3 separate regions of the Zea mays genome follow, and all the other regions are linked to region 1. The links are chromatin contacts, called in public Hi-C maps. All regions are on one chromosome and are shown on one strand. Each heading gives the region's core, a stretch centred on a gene start, on an enhancer-like site or on the middle of the called end of the contact. The rest is flanking DNA. Distances are from core to core; before and after follow the strand shown. Region 1 holds the start of LOC100283539. Region 2 holds the start of LOC100191960 (putative nucleoredoxin 1). Region 3 holds the start of LOC542360 (nucleoredoxin 1).

The links. Hi-C and Micro-C count contacts between places; a contact is called where the count stands out from the background.
Region 2: a Hi-C map of leaf shows a contact between it and region 1, with 4 times the contacts expected there. The contact joins the promoter of LOC100191960 here to the promoter of LOC100283539 in region 1. A contact is called at or near these places in 2 of 25 Hi-C or Micro-C datasets (ear and leaf).
Region 3: a Hi-C map of leaf shows a contact between it and region 1, with 6 times the contacts expected there. The contact joins the promoter of LOC542360 here to the promoter of LOC100283539 in region 1. A contact is called at or near these places in 1 of 25 Hi-C or Micro-C datasets (leaf) and 1 of 3 datasets of contacts at active chromatin or transcription factors (seedling).

The regions. Positions count from the first base shown.
Region 1 is chr1:70,780,497-70,784,903 of Zm-B73-REFERENCE-NAM-5.0, forward strand. LOC100283539 reads left to right here and starts at 2,149. Exons shown (of 6, transcript NM_001156439.2): 1 at 2,149-2,614; 2 at 2,729-2,836. The coding sequence starts at 2,279.
Region 2 is chr1:71,031,521-71,035,927 of Zm-B73-REFERENCE-NAM-5.0, forward strand. LOC100191960 (putative nucleoredoxin 1) reads left to right here and starts at 2,531. Exons shown (of 4, transcript NM_001137384.1): 1 at 2,531-2,694; 2 at 3,645-4,130; 3 at 4,220-4,407. The coding sequence starts at 2,602.
Region 3 is chr1:70,932,738-70,937,144 of Zm-B73-REFERENCE-NAM-5.0, forward strand. It overlaps LOC542360 (nucleoredoxin 1), which reads left to right and starts at 2,019. Exons shown (of 4, transcript NM_001111937.2): 1 at 2,019-2,439; 2 at 4,352-4,407. The coding sequence starts at 2,347.

The DNA.
Region 1 (4,407 bases), core at 899-3,398:
AATACACTGCAACATTTAATATGGACTTATGATTTATTTACCTAATTTTTAAGTTTGAAACTTTTAAAGTCGTGCAAATTAGGTGTTGAATAGTGGAGGTCAATTATGTTTTGTGCGTTTGTTTAAAAAGGTTTCTCTTTGTGGTTGAACCATATGCACCGTCACACACAAATGAGATGGGTTAGGGGGACCTCAACCAACTCTAGATTCATAAAAAAGAAGTTAACTGTAGATTTTTTCCCCAAACACTCTAGATCTATCAAATTCGGATTCACCAAAATGGTGGATCTAGAAGCAAGATTCACCATTTTGGTGGAGCTCCTCAAGAAGTGCTCCATTGACTTAAGTTTGAAGGAGCCAAAGAAAGTTACCTACCATACCTTTGGTTACACACCCTTTCACCATACCAATTTGTTTATGTTCACGTTTCTTTTGGGTGTCTCTTATTCTTCCATGGTTGTGCTCGCCCTAGCCTCGGTCGCACGTTGTACCTACCCTGATCGTCCTCCTTACTGGCTTAACCAGGCCAAACTCTCCCCTAGCCTCGGCCTTCGGACGCACGCTATGCCCTCTTTGGCCAATCGCCTCGCTGGTCCTGGTCGCGCTACCTTGGCCTATACATGCACATTAGGGCTATGTCTAATGGATTAGCCCAAAGCACGAAGTTGGAGGCACGACCCAAGTCTGATGCGACCTAGATTAACTGTGGGCCTATGCCGGCATGACATAATGTGTGGGCTATGCTTGGGCCTCAACTAAGGCACACGAGCCGGCCTGGCATGATCCATTTAAATAAGGCTCGTCAAAGCCCACTAAATCACACGTAATGAACTAAATATTAAATATTTGGTGGTTGTACTCTTTTTTCCTTCTAACCAAAGGTTTAATAAGATAGCCTCAAAACAACTCAGTTCTATTTTGGTCATATATGTTATGTGCTTTTGTTTATGTTTTATTTAATTTGATTTGTTGCATTGATTGAATGAATTACTTTGTATTATATATTGTTCTGTTTATATGGACAGACATGACACATTATAGTATTTTGGACTATTTGTGCGGGCTTGGCACACTTAAGTATTTGTGGACCGTGCCGTGGACTGATGGTTCAACCCAAAGGCTAACACAACATGACCCATAATTAGAGTTGTTTTAGTAGACTATGCCTTAATGAGTCGTGTTTTAATGTACTTGGGCCGTGTCGACCTAGCCCAACTTAGATGTACATCTATCCTGTAGCCTCGATCAAGACGGGCTTACCCCAACCTTGTCGGTTTGGTTAGGCATTTTCGCCTGGCCCTGGCCTAGCCGCAAGATATGCCCGCTCGCCTCTTTGGCTCTGGCTGCACTGTCCCGGATCTACTCCAGCCCAGTCATGCTCTCTAGTCCTGATCATGTCGAGTTATATCCTCATATCAGTATATGATATTACACGTATTTTTTATTTGGGAAACTAGGAAGCTGATAGAGACTGATATATGAGTTTATTCTAGAGATAACATATACAATTTCAACCAAATATGTGTATTTATTCTAGGGATAATATAGACAATTTCAACCGAAATGTTCTTGCGTAAATTCGGAGGTCTTGTACCGCCAAACAGTATATTGTAGATTTATGGAGGATCTCGAATTTGAATAGTAAATCTTAGATCAAATTTATGTTTTTGGGTAAAGCTCTACTAAGGGTTAGTTTGAAAACCCTATTATCCTAAAGGATTTTCATTTTCTCAAGGTAAATTAGTTTATTTTCCATTGGGAAAATAAGAATTCACTAAGAGCTAGTTTGGTAACACCATTTTTTCGATGGATTTCTATTTTTCTAAGAAAAAATAAACTAATTTTTCTTAGGAAAACGAAAATCTCTTAAAAAAATGTGATTTCTAAACTAGCTCTAAAAAATAGACCTCCCAAACTAGCCCTAAATGTTAATCTTAGAACCAGATTTTATTTTAACGGTAAAGCTCTGTGCACGCGCGTGCCCGAACCGCGCTGCTGCTGCCTGCTCTGCTGGTGATTTTGCCGCACGCGTCGTCGACGTCGACCTCGCGTTCATAGTGATCCACGTGTTGCTCGAGCCGAACGCACGATCCGTGGCTTGCGAGGGAGCGCCACGTAATGCCCCAGGCCGCGGGCTGCCTCTCTTCAATCGGGGCTTCGGCGTCAGCGTCTCAGCGACCAGAACAATCACCACCGTCCGTCCGTCCCGTTCCTCTTCTCGCAGGTTGGACCCGTCAGTCACACACCTCCGAAGTCGGAACCTCCCTGCCCCAACACAATGGCCTCCTCCCTCGCCGCGCGCCGCCTCCTCTCCCGCGCAGCCGCCGTGCGCCGTTTCCCCGTCCCCTTCGCCTCCGCCCCAGCCCCCGCGATGGCTCCCCGCAGTTTCTCCGCCGACGCGGGACCGCCTCCGCCGCTCCCGCCACCGCCGCCGCAGCCCGTCGTCGAGCCGCCCACGTCGGAGGGCGCGGGTGCCTCGTCCTCCTCCACCACCGCTGGTGCCGGAGGGGCCCACAGGTCGTCGCCGGGAGCCGCGGCGGGGGCGCGGCGCCAGGGTGGTGCGGGCTACGAGGAGGAGCAGGAGAAGGTCCTCCGCGCGTCGCTGCTCCACGTGGTTGCGATTCGAATCCACTCCTCCAAATCGACTTCCATTTTTGCGTGTCTTGGTACTTAATTTAGCATATAATATGGAAGATATTTACTGTTCGTGTATGGCTGTATTCTGTAGCCGCGCATGGGGTGGAGCGAGTCGGCCATGGTCGCGGGGGCGAGGGACGTTGGCGTGTCCCCTGCCATCGTGGGCGCATTTCCAAGGAAGGAGGCCGCCCTTGTGGAGGTAGCATTGCTTCTTTTGCTTCTCAATAGGATGATTTGAGTAATTGAGTTGTGACCTTTTTTGGATTCTGTGAGTGTGAGGTGACCAAATTAATCTCCCTAAGAAAAAGAAGAGCAACTATTTATCTAGATCTCCTGTTGCCTCAAAAGGAATAGATGTGATGGATCTCACCAAACTTGTGGGCTATAGGCTGATACTTATTTTTCTTTAACTGGATTGTCTTAATAATTCATGTCTGTCCATTTGTTAAAGATACTGCAAATGCTCTTGATCAGTATACCTGCATCAAGCACAATTGCTTGTAGAAGTAGTTATTTAGGTAGTGTCTGACTTTTTTTTTGCCTGTATTTATATATAAACTAACATATGGAATTTTGGCATACAACTTATCTATTTTCTGTCTCCTTGGTATCTTGAATACAATATATTTCCTTGATATATCTAAAATGTTTGTGCATTTGCTTAGATTGTGAGTGGGCGAGTTAGGTATCCTTTGTTTGCTTGGAAGTTGGAACCATGAAAGACATCTGAAAAAATGGAGCATCCAACACTAATTTGACTTTCTAGCTTTATTCTTTTTATAATGTGGTTGGATTTTGGCAAACTAACTTATCTTTTTGAAAACTATATGGTTTCTCGTTTTTCTTGTCATTGCAATGTTCGGGAATTTACTTATGCATGGTAGCTCATGATCAGTTTGATCACTGAACCCCATTTTATTCAATACCCAGTGGTCACTTGAGGCGCATGACATGACTCTGCATGCACATACACATATATGCTGTTAGTGGGCATGACTTCTTCTATGTTCCAATTTTTTTAGATGAAACTTCTATGTTCCACTGTTATCTACCATGTTACTTCTAGAACCATTTACATATGAAATAGTGCACTTCCTTCAACTAACCAGGACATTTTATTTGCATACATACACATAAATAGAAATTAAAAACACATGTTATCTATGTAGCCTGTTCAATAAATGGTTGACACATGAAAAAAGGTTGAAGATTGCTCAGATATGCTGTTCTACTGATGGTTCATATGTAATGAAACTTGAGAAATCAACTGGTAAAAAGATGGTGCTTAGTTGCTAGTTGTGTGCGTGTTCCTAGATGCACTTGATGGGAAACTAGAAAATAGAAAAAGGGGGTTGAAAGAAGTTATTTTTCTAAGAAAATTAATCAGTCTGAGACTCTGAGTAACCATGCTCTGATGGCCTATGGCCTAGTATGTCTCTGTAATTCTTCCTAGACAGCTGTCTTTACTTCCATTTGTCAAGGTTCTCCTTGTTGTAACGATCATCATATTGAACAAACATATGTCACTGGAATGCCCTGATGCTACTACCACCTGTGTTGGCTTCAATCATTCCATGTCAGCTACAGTGTGCTCACACTTGCTGTTAGTCATGACATGCTTCAAAAAAAAGTTTGTCATTGACTCATTGTTGTAACCCACCTCTCTTATCTTGGTCCTGGTAAGAGGGGTGCTTGTATGGACCATTTCCCCTATAGTACCTATGTGTTCAGAAAAAAAAGTCATGACAATACTATTTCTGCTTTGTTTGT
Region 2 (4,407 bases), core at 1,281-3,780, 250 kb after region 1:
CCTTTTCCTAAATAATTTTGGTGGTTGAAATGCCCAACACAAATAATTGGACTAACTAGTTTGCTCTAGATTATATATTCTACAGGTGCTAAAGGTTCAACACAAACCAATAAAAAGATACAAGTTAGGGTTCAAAAGAAAGGAGCAAAAGAAACCGAAGAGAACCCTGGTCTGGCGCACCGGATTGTCCGGTGTGCCACCGGACAGTGTCCGGTGCACAGAGCCATACTACTTCAAACTCGCCACCTTCGGGTTTCTGGAGAGCCGCTCCGCTATAATTCACCGGACTGTCCGGTGTGCCACCAGAGCAACGGCTAGCGAACGCAACGGTCAACTCCAACGGTCGCCTGCAACGTGAACAGTGCGCGGACAGTTCGCGCAGAGTCAGAGCAGTGGCAGAAGGCGCACCGGACAGTGAACAGGACCTGTCCGGTGCGGCATCGAACTATCCAGTGCCCCAAGATGTCAGAGCTCCAACGGTCGAAACCGCCAGAACCCTAACAGTTGGGTGACGTGCCCATCGACAGACAGCCTCCCCAACGGTTGAACTGGTGGTTGGGGCTATAAATACCCCCCAACCACCACCACTCCAAGCATCCAAGTTTTTCAGACATCTCATTCAATACAAGAGCTAGTGCAATCAATACAAGACACAATTCAAAAGAATTAAAGCCTCTCCAAGTCCCAAATTCACTCCAAACTCCTAGTGACTAGAGAGAGTTTTTGCTCGTGTTCTTTGAGCTCTTGTTCTTGGATCGCTTTCTTCTTCCTCATTCTTGTTCTCTTCAAGCACATGTAATCAAAGCAAGAGACACTAATTGTGTGGTGGTCCTTGTGGGGGTCTAAGTGACCCGTTTGATTAAGGAGAAAACTCACTCGGTCTAGGTGGCCGTTTGAGAGAGGGAAAGGGTTGAAAGAGACCCGGTCTTTGTGACCACCTCAACGGGGACTAGGTTCTTTGGAACCGAACCTCGGTAAAACAAATCACCGTGTCATCCGCCTTATTTCTTGGTTGATTTGTTTTTGCTCTCTCTTCCGGACCTGGATTTTATTCTAACGCTAACCCGGCTTGTAGTTTGTGCTTAAAGTTTGTAAATTTCAGTTTCCGCCTATCCACCCCCTCTAGGCGACTTTCAGAGGCCACGACATGAAGCAGCTCAGCCACGAACCCGACATCCAGCGAGTAATTCGTGACCCACCGGCGCACCACTCATCCCAAGTTTGACACTACCCGAAGAGTGGGATAAGGCGACGCTAAGGAAGAAGGTCTCACCTAGGGTGTAGGCGAGGATGACACTGGACACGACGGGATGCAGATTGTTGGTCCCGGAATCACCCCGACGAGGAATTGCGTAGTCTCCGGTCAGTCGCGCGCGCGGCAACCCACACCAAAATGATCCTTGGCCCCAGGCAAATCTTCACGACCACCCACCGAAGTCTGAGCGGTGAAGATTGGGGCTAATCGCAGATGCGGCAGGGGCAACCTACTCGTTTCTTCCTAAATCACTGCTCCTCTCCGATGGTGGTGATGGACTTGGTGCGTTCGCGAGACAAAGAACCGAAGGGGAGGTCACGGTATTTGTAGGCATGTGCAGATGCGATCCCTAGCCAGGTGGATCCAACTGGCCGCGCGCGATCCCCGAGATATCCCAATGTCCCTGACGTGGTTGTTACGGGAAGACGACACCTGACGAACGGGCCCCACACACAGTGACTCGAGGAACATGGGTGTGCGCGACAATGGCTGGTCAGGGGACCCCACATGTCGGTGCAGACCACCGATAGAGCAGGCGGGTGGCGATTGGGCCTGTGGGTGGAAGTGAAGACTTCGACCCATTATGAGTCTAGTTGTTTTTCTTTTCCTTTTCTCTTTTTTCATATTTCGAATTCAAATTTATGTATGAGTGTTAAATTCAAATATGCACAAACAAAAATCCAAAATGATGCAAATCTTATATTTATTTATCTCGCTTCTGTTTCTAATTCAAATTTCCGTTTTCGTAATTCCGTTTATCCACTTCCATTTTTGTTCCTGACTATTTCGGACAGATCCCGTTTCTGATAATAAAATGCGGATACGGAAACGGGAGAGAGATTTTTCTGTCTGTTTCTGTCTCTATATAGAGGAGTACTCTGTTTGATTAGAAAGCTCATTCTATTTTTATGTGATAGGGAATGACGGGAGAGCCAGAGAAACCACTTTTTTAGCCTTTCGTCTTCATTTGGTTTCTGTCTCTATATAGAGGAGCACTCTATTTGATTAGAAAGCTCATTCTATTTTTATGTGATAGAGAATGACATGAGAGCCAGAGAAACCACTTTTAAACCTCTCATCTTCATTTGGTTTCTTAGGCGACTTCTTTTTATTTTTATGATAGATTTTTTTTAATAAACTTGTTGCATGATCCGAACCATCCGCCCAAGCGGCGGTCCGCGGGGCCCTCGCATCCCCCTTGCGGCGCAGACGTTACTCGTTCACGCCTATATAAACCGACGAGGCGGGCGCCCAGAACCAGTCCCGTCCGTACTCCGTCCACCCAGGCACCCACCGCTCCGCTCTCTCCCGCCGTCCCGCGTGCTTTCTCTCTCCCGCTCCAACGCATGGCAAAGGCGGCGCCCGCAGCCGGCGGCGGCATTGCTGACATCCTCGTCACCCGCGACCGGGACTTTCTCGTCCGCAACTCCGGCGAGCAGGTCAGTCAGCCTCCGCACTTGTTTTTGTCTCGAGGTCTTTTTACCCCGTCCGCGTGGTAGATTCGCCATCTCGCGCTGCTGGCCTGATTGCGTCTTGTTTGTTTGTCCTTTGGCTTTTGATTAGACGATCCGATTATGAAGTACGCGGATATTGGGGAGGGGGTGTGGGTCGGCTACCGGGTGTAGTTATTATCGTCGAAGTACTACTAGGTGGTAGATGATGAATTGATGAGTATTGAGTAAGGGAGTGGAGACTGGAGAGAGGGAGGGAGGAAGGGGGTTTACTACATTAGCTTCGACTTTACTGTGTAGGCCTAGTGCTATTTTAGGGAGAGATCGAGGGGGTAGTGGTTACAAATTAGCAGGTTTAACTAGTCTACGGTTTGTTAAGGCTATTTTCTATTTTTGTCTTATATAGGATCCTTGTTCTCTTTTTGAACATCTTATCTAGGGGTGAAATCTGAGATGATACTTGAATTTTGTAATAATAGCCCTACAGTGTTGCCAACGTTTGTACCACAAGTAGGGATAGTAATGGATCATGATTCAAATGTTTCTTCATAATATTTTAAAGCCTTAATAAATTTATTTAAAAAATGAATAGGAATATAGAGTCCGATCTTAATCCGATTTGAACCTTAAATTTTATAAAATGTTATAGTATAAATTTTAAACTCGTTACCAACCCTAGCCACAAGATTTGTGGGGTGGGAAGAGATGGGACATTGTTTAGAACCTACTATCATTATCTATTCTGAAATCATAGTTGCCTAGTTTGATTCCATAACTGCCTATGAAGGTTTAGAAAAAGTTCCCTATATAGACATGTGGAAGGTAGACATGCATGACATTTTTCTTATAGACATAACAAAAACGAATTAGCATCTTGCTATTCTGAACCAGAATTTGGTAGCTCAACAGCTGTGTCATCACCATTTGTTATCCTGCAGGTGAAGATCAGCAGCATTGAGGCAAGCCCTGTGGCCATCTACTTCTCGAACTCATGGTTCCCGCCATCCAGGTGGTTCACGCCCAAGCTTATCCAAGTATACAAACAACTGGCCTCAGAGGGCAAGAGCTTCGAGGTCATCTTTGCTTGGGGCGATCTTAAAGAAAAAACATTCAATGAATACTTTGCAAAGATGCCATGGTTGGCTCTCCCTTTTTCTGACATTGAACGTCGTGAGGCCCTTGATATCCGGTTCAAGGTCACTGATACCCCACACCTGGTCATCCTTGATGCAAAAACTGGTGAAGTTTACACTAAAGATGGTGTTAGAATCGTGAGTGAGTATGGCGTGGATGCTTACCCTTTCACACCAGATCGGATCAATGAACTGAAAGAACTGGAAAAGGAAGAAAAGGAGAATCAAACTATTCAAATCGTGCTTGGCACATCTACTCGAGACTATCTCATTTCAAACAAGGGAGACAAAGTAACTGCTCGATGCAACTTCTCACCATCTTTGATTGATCCATGGTTCTGCAAATGCTTACTTGTTATATTATTGCTATCTATACCCAGGTACCCATCTCTGAGCTTGAGGGGAAGTATGTTGGTCTTTTCTTTGTGGGGGTTGGCTATCCACCATTCATTGAGTTCATTGACTTGCTTGCTAAGATCTATGAGAAACTCAAAGAAGTGGGGGAGAAATTTGAAGTTGTAGCTGTATCCATCTACAGCGAAGAGTCATCATTTAATGAGAGTTTTGC
Region 3 (4,407 bases), core at 769-3,268, 150 kb after region 1:
ATTTGCAAAAACAAACCAAGTGGTGGCAAAGAGTGATCCATATATGCCAAATATGAATCAAAACTATATTGAGTTTTCATTTGCATTGTTATTGCACTTGTTCTAGTTGCCTTATGTTGTGTTGGCATAAATCACCAAAAAGGGGGAGATTGAAAGGGAAATGTGCCCTTGGGCCGTTTCTAAGTATTTTGGTGATTGAGTGTCAACACAAGTGCTTTTGTGTTAATCTATGCAAAGGGGTGGACAAAGTGCAAATCATGTCAAAAGGTATGTTTCTAGACTTAGTACATTGTTTTTATGGACTAATGTATTGTGTCTAAGTGCTGGAAACAGGAAAAATCCAATAGGAAATGTCTTGGCTCGAGCAGCCAAGACTCTGCTCAGTCTGGGTGCACCGGACTGTCCGGTGGTGCACCGGACAGTGTCCGATGGCGCACCGGACAGTGTCCGGTGGCGCACCGGACAGTGTCCGGTGCGCCAGGCTGGCTCGGGCGAACTGGCCGCTCTCGGGAAATTATCGGCGACGTACGGCTAAAATTCACCGGACTGTCCGGTGTGCACCGGACTGTCCGGTGAGCCAACGGTCGGCCGGGCCAACGGTCGGCCGCGCGATCTGCGCGGGACACGTGGCCGAGCCAACGGTCGGGAGGGGGCACCGGACTGTCCGGTGTGCACCGGACAGTGTCCGGTGCGCCAACGGCTCCCAGGCACCAACGGTCGGCTTCGCCGTTTAAGGAAAGAAATCCGCACCGGACAGTGTCCGGTGGTGCACCGGACTGTCCGGTGCGCTAGGAGACAGAAGGCAAGAATTGCCTTCCTGGAATGCACTCAACGGCTCCTAGCTGCCTTGGGGCTATAAAAGGGACCCTAGGCGCATGGAGGAGAACACCAAGCATTCTCTAAGCATTCCTAAGCACTAAGACATCGATTTTGCACTTTTGATTCCTTGTGATAGCAATTAGAGCTCTAGTTGAGTTGCGAACTCCTTAAGTTGTGTTGTGAGCTCTTGTTGCGACTTGTGTGCGTGGTGTTGCTGTGATTTCTTGTCTTGAGTGTGTTGCTCATCCCTCCCTTACTCCGTGCTTCTTTGTGATCATCTAAGTGTAAGGGCGAGAGGCTCCAGAGTGTGGAGATTCCTCGCAAACGGGATATAGTAAAGCAAGCAAAACACCGTGGTATTCAAGTGGATCTTTGGACCGCTTGAGAGGGGTTGATTGCAACCCTCGTCCGTTGGGACGCCACAACGTGGAGTAGGCAAGCGTTGGTCCTGGCCGAACCACGGAATAAACCACTGTGCCATCTCTGTGATTGATCTCTTGTGGTTATTGTGTTTTGTTGAGACTCCTCTCTAGCCACTTGGCATTATTGTGCTAACGCCTAATCAAGTTTTTTGTGGATTAAGTTTCAAGTTTCACAGGATCACCTATTCACCCCCCTCTAGGTGCTCTCAGTTATTCTGTTGTTAAATAGCTAAAATTTGGCTTGGTGAGCCATTTAGCTAGTCTCTTGGAGATGCTCTTATATCGCTTTCTTATAATTAGTAGTGGATAAATAACTCCAATTTCTATGTTTAAGTTTTCTTTTTAGAGATTTCGGAGCAGCAAAAGAGGTAGTCCAAAAATTTGTACTACAACTATAAAAACTATATAAAGTTTGTAACTCTAAAGTTAGAGTGTTTGACAAGCTTTGACTAGTTCTTAATTGAAGTTTTACTCTGAAGCCGTACCAAACATATTTTATAGGGTGTTTAATTTGAGTAATGATGTAGTCCACCATCTTCTCACTCCTCACTTTTTTGTTTGGTTTGTTGAATGGAATGAGTTGATCCATCACCATATCAATCCTAATAGTTAGTTAGTACTAATATAAGGGATGAGATTATCCCAGTACATTTGAGGAATAAACCCATAATGCACTAGTTTTTTTGGAACGACGAACCAAACAGTCCATTAATTTCTAATGGCAATTGGGAAGATTCGCAGCACCTTCACATGTAGGATGTAGCACAGGCCACCATCACACGCACAGTGTGGCTGTGGCATTTGGATGTGCATGTGCGGTGGTAGTGTACACCGTAGACACACTGGTGCAACAATCTTGCAACCGAAGGAACCAAACCAGGCGGCCAAGCCGCGGACCCCCGCATCCCCGGTGCGGCGCAGCGGTTCCTGCCTCGTGCACGTCTGTATAACCCGACGGAGCGGGCGCCCGAGGACGACGAGGGAGGAAGGCAGCCAGTCAGCCAGAGGAACCTAGAGCCAGTCCCGTCCCGTCCATCAGCCGCCACACCACAAACACCCACCACTCTGCTCTCGCCCGCTTGCTTTCTCTCCCCCGCTCCAGCTTATGGCGGAGGCGGCGCCAGCAGCCGGCGGCGGCATCGGGGACATCCTCGCCACGAGCGATCGGGACTTCCTCGTCCGCAACTCCGGCGAGCAGGTCAGTCAGCTTCCGCACTCGTCTTTGTCTCGAGGTCTTTTATCCACTTCAGCATGGTAGATTCTCCATGTCGCGCTGCTGGCAAGATTGCGTCTCGTTTCTTGTCCTCTGGCTTTTGATTAGACGATCCGATTATGAAATACGCGGATATGGATGGGGTGTTTGTGGGTCAGCTACCGTCTGCAGTTATTAGGTGGTAGATGATCAGCACGGGAGTGGAGGGAAGACGGGGGTTTGCTTTGTAGGCCTAGTACTACTTTAGACAAAGATCGAGGAGGTATCTAGTGGGTGGTGGTGCAAATTAGCAGGTTTACTTCTGTTACTGGCTTTCTAAATTTTCATCAAGGGTGCAAAAGCAAAACTACTGTACGGGGAGTTTTTTTTTCGATTATGGTCCTTGATAGAATATAATGGGTTTCTTTTATATAATATTTACAAGTGAGGAACTTTTAAAACGGTATTCAATTTCTAATTTATTTTCTTATTTTTTACCATTTGAATGGACATTTTTACCTTTACTCTAGCGATCATACTTATTTTAAATCTATACAAAATAAGTATAAGGGCTTAAGTAAAAAATAAAAAAAATTCAACGGTAGAAAATAAGAAAAGAAAATAGAAATTAGTGAAGTAAAGATGAAATGCTGTTTTAGAGAAATTTTTCAGTGCCATTATAGAGAAGATTAATCTGGCTTTATTATTAGCATGTCTTCGGTGAATCATATAAAATAGTGGACACGACATTGCTATTTCAAAAGTGAAGTGCTATGTGAAAAATGAAGTTTGAAATAATGAATGAAATAGGAGATCTGTTGGAGATGACCTTGTAGAGAAGCCACTTTTATTGAGTATTATAATAAATTAATAACAAAAATATCTATGGGTATTGTCTGATATAGGATCCGTGTATTCTCTTTTTGAACATCTTATCCAGGATGTAATCTGGGGTGATACTTGAATTTTGTAATAATAGCACTACAGTGTTACCGCCATCTGTGCTGTGCTGCAAGATTTGTGGGTTGGGAAGAGAGGGAGGCACGGGCGGGCCACCCCAAATTCTAAGTGGGGGCCTAAGTATGAGTGGAGAACCGGAGGTCTAAGTGAAGGTCTATTAACTAATAAATCTCTGTAGGTTGCAGCTACACTAAGGGTGTGTTTGGTTTGGCTTTTGGCTTTGGCTTTTGCCACCTAAAAGCCAAAAGCCAACCAAAGGGCTGGATCCAGGAAGCAGCTTTTTCTAAAAGCCAACTTTCTCGTAGTGCAAAACTGAAAGCACCTCTGGACCTGCTTTTAGTGGCTTTTGGATGGAACTGTGAAAACATATATCGAAGAAATTTTAACGACTTTTAGTGGTTTCCACCAAACGATTTTTAGCTTTTTAACAGCACACAGCCTACAGCAGCTTTTTCCACAGCTCACAGCCCACAGCAACTTTTTCCACAGCCACAGCCTAACCAAACAGACCCTAAGACTCTGTTTGGAAGCAAACTAGTTTTTTAAAAAACTAGTTTTTATTTTTTAGCTAGGAGAGACTAGGTTCTTAGTTTTCAAGAAACTTAGAATCTAATTTCTATAAACTGAGTCATAAACTTGTATGTTTAGAACCACCTCAATTTCTATAAATCAGTTTCTTAAAAACTGGATTTCCAAACAGGACCTAAATAACATAAAAAGTCCACTAAAACCAAAAAAATTAAGTGGTGTAACGTGGGTCCGCCCCTGGAGGGAGGTAGGGTAGGGGATATTGTTTGGAACTAACTATCATTATTAATTCTGGAATCATAGTTGCCTAGTTTGATTCCGTAATCGCATATAAAGGTTTAACTGACAGAAAAAGTTCCCTATTGCAAGTTCAGACAGCCAGAATTTGGTGCTCAATATCTCTCTCTCATCACCGTTTTTTATCATGCAGGTGAAGATCAGCAGCGTTGAGGCGAGCCCTGTGGCCATCTACTTCTCCGCCTCATG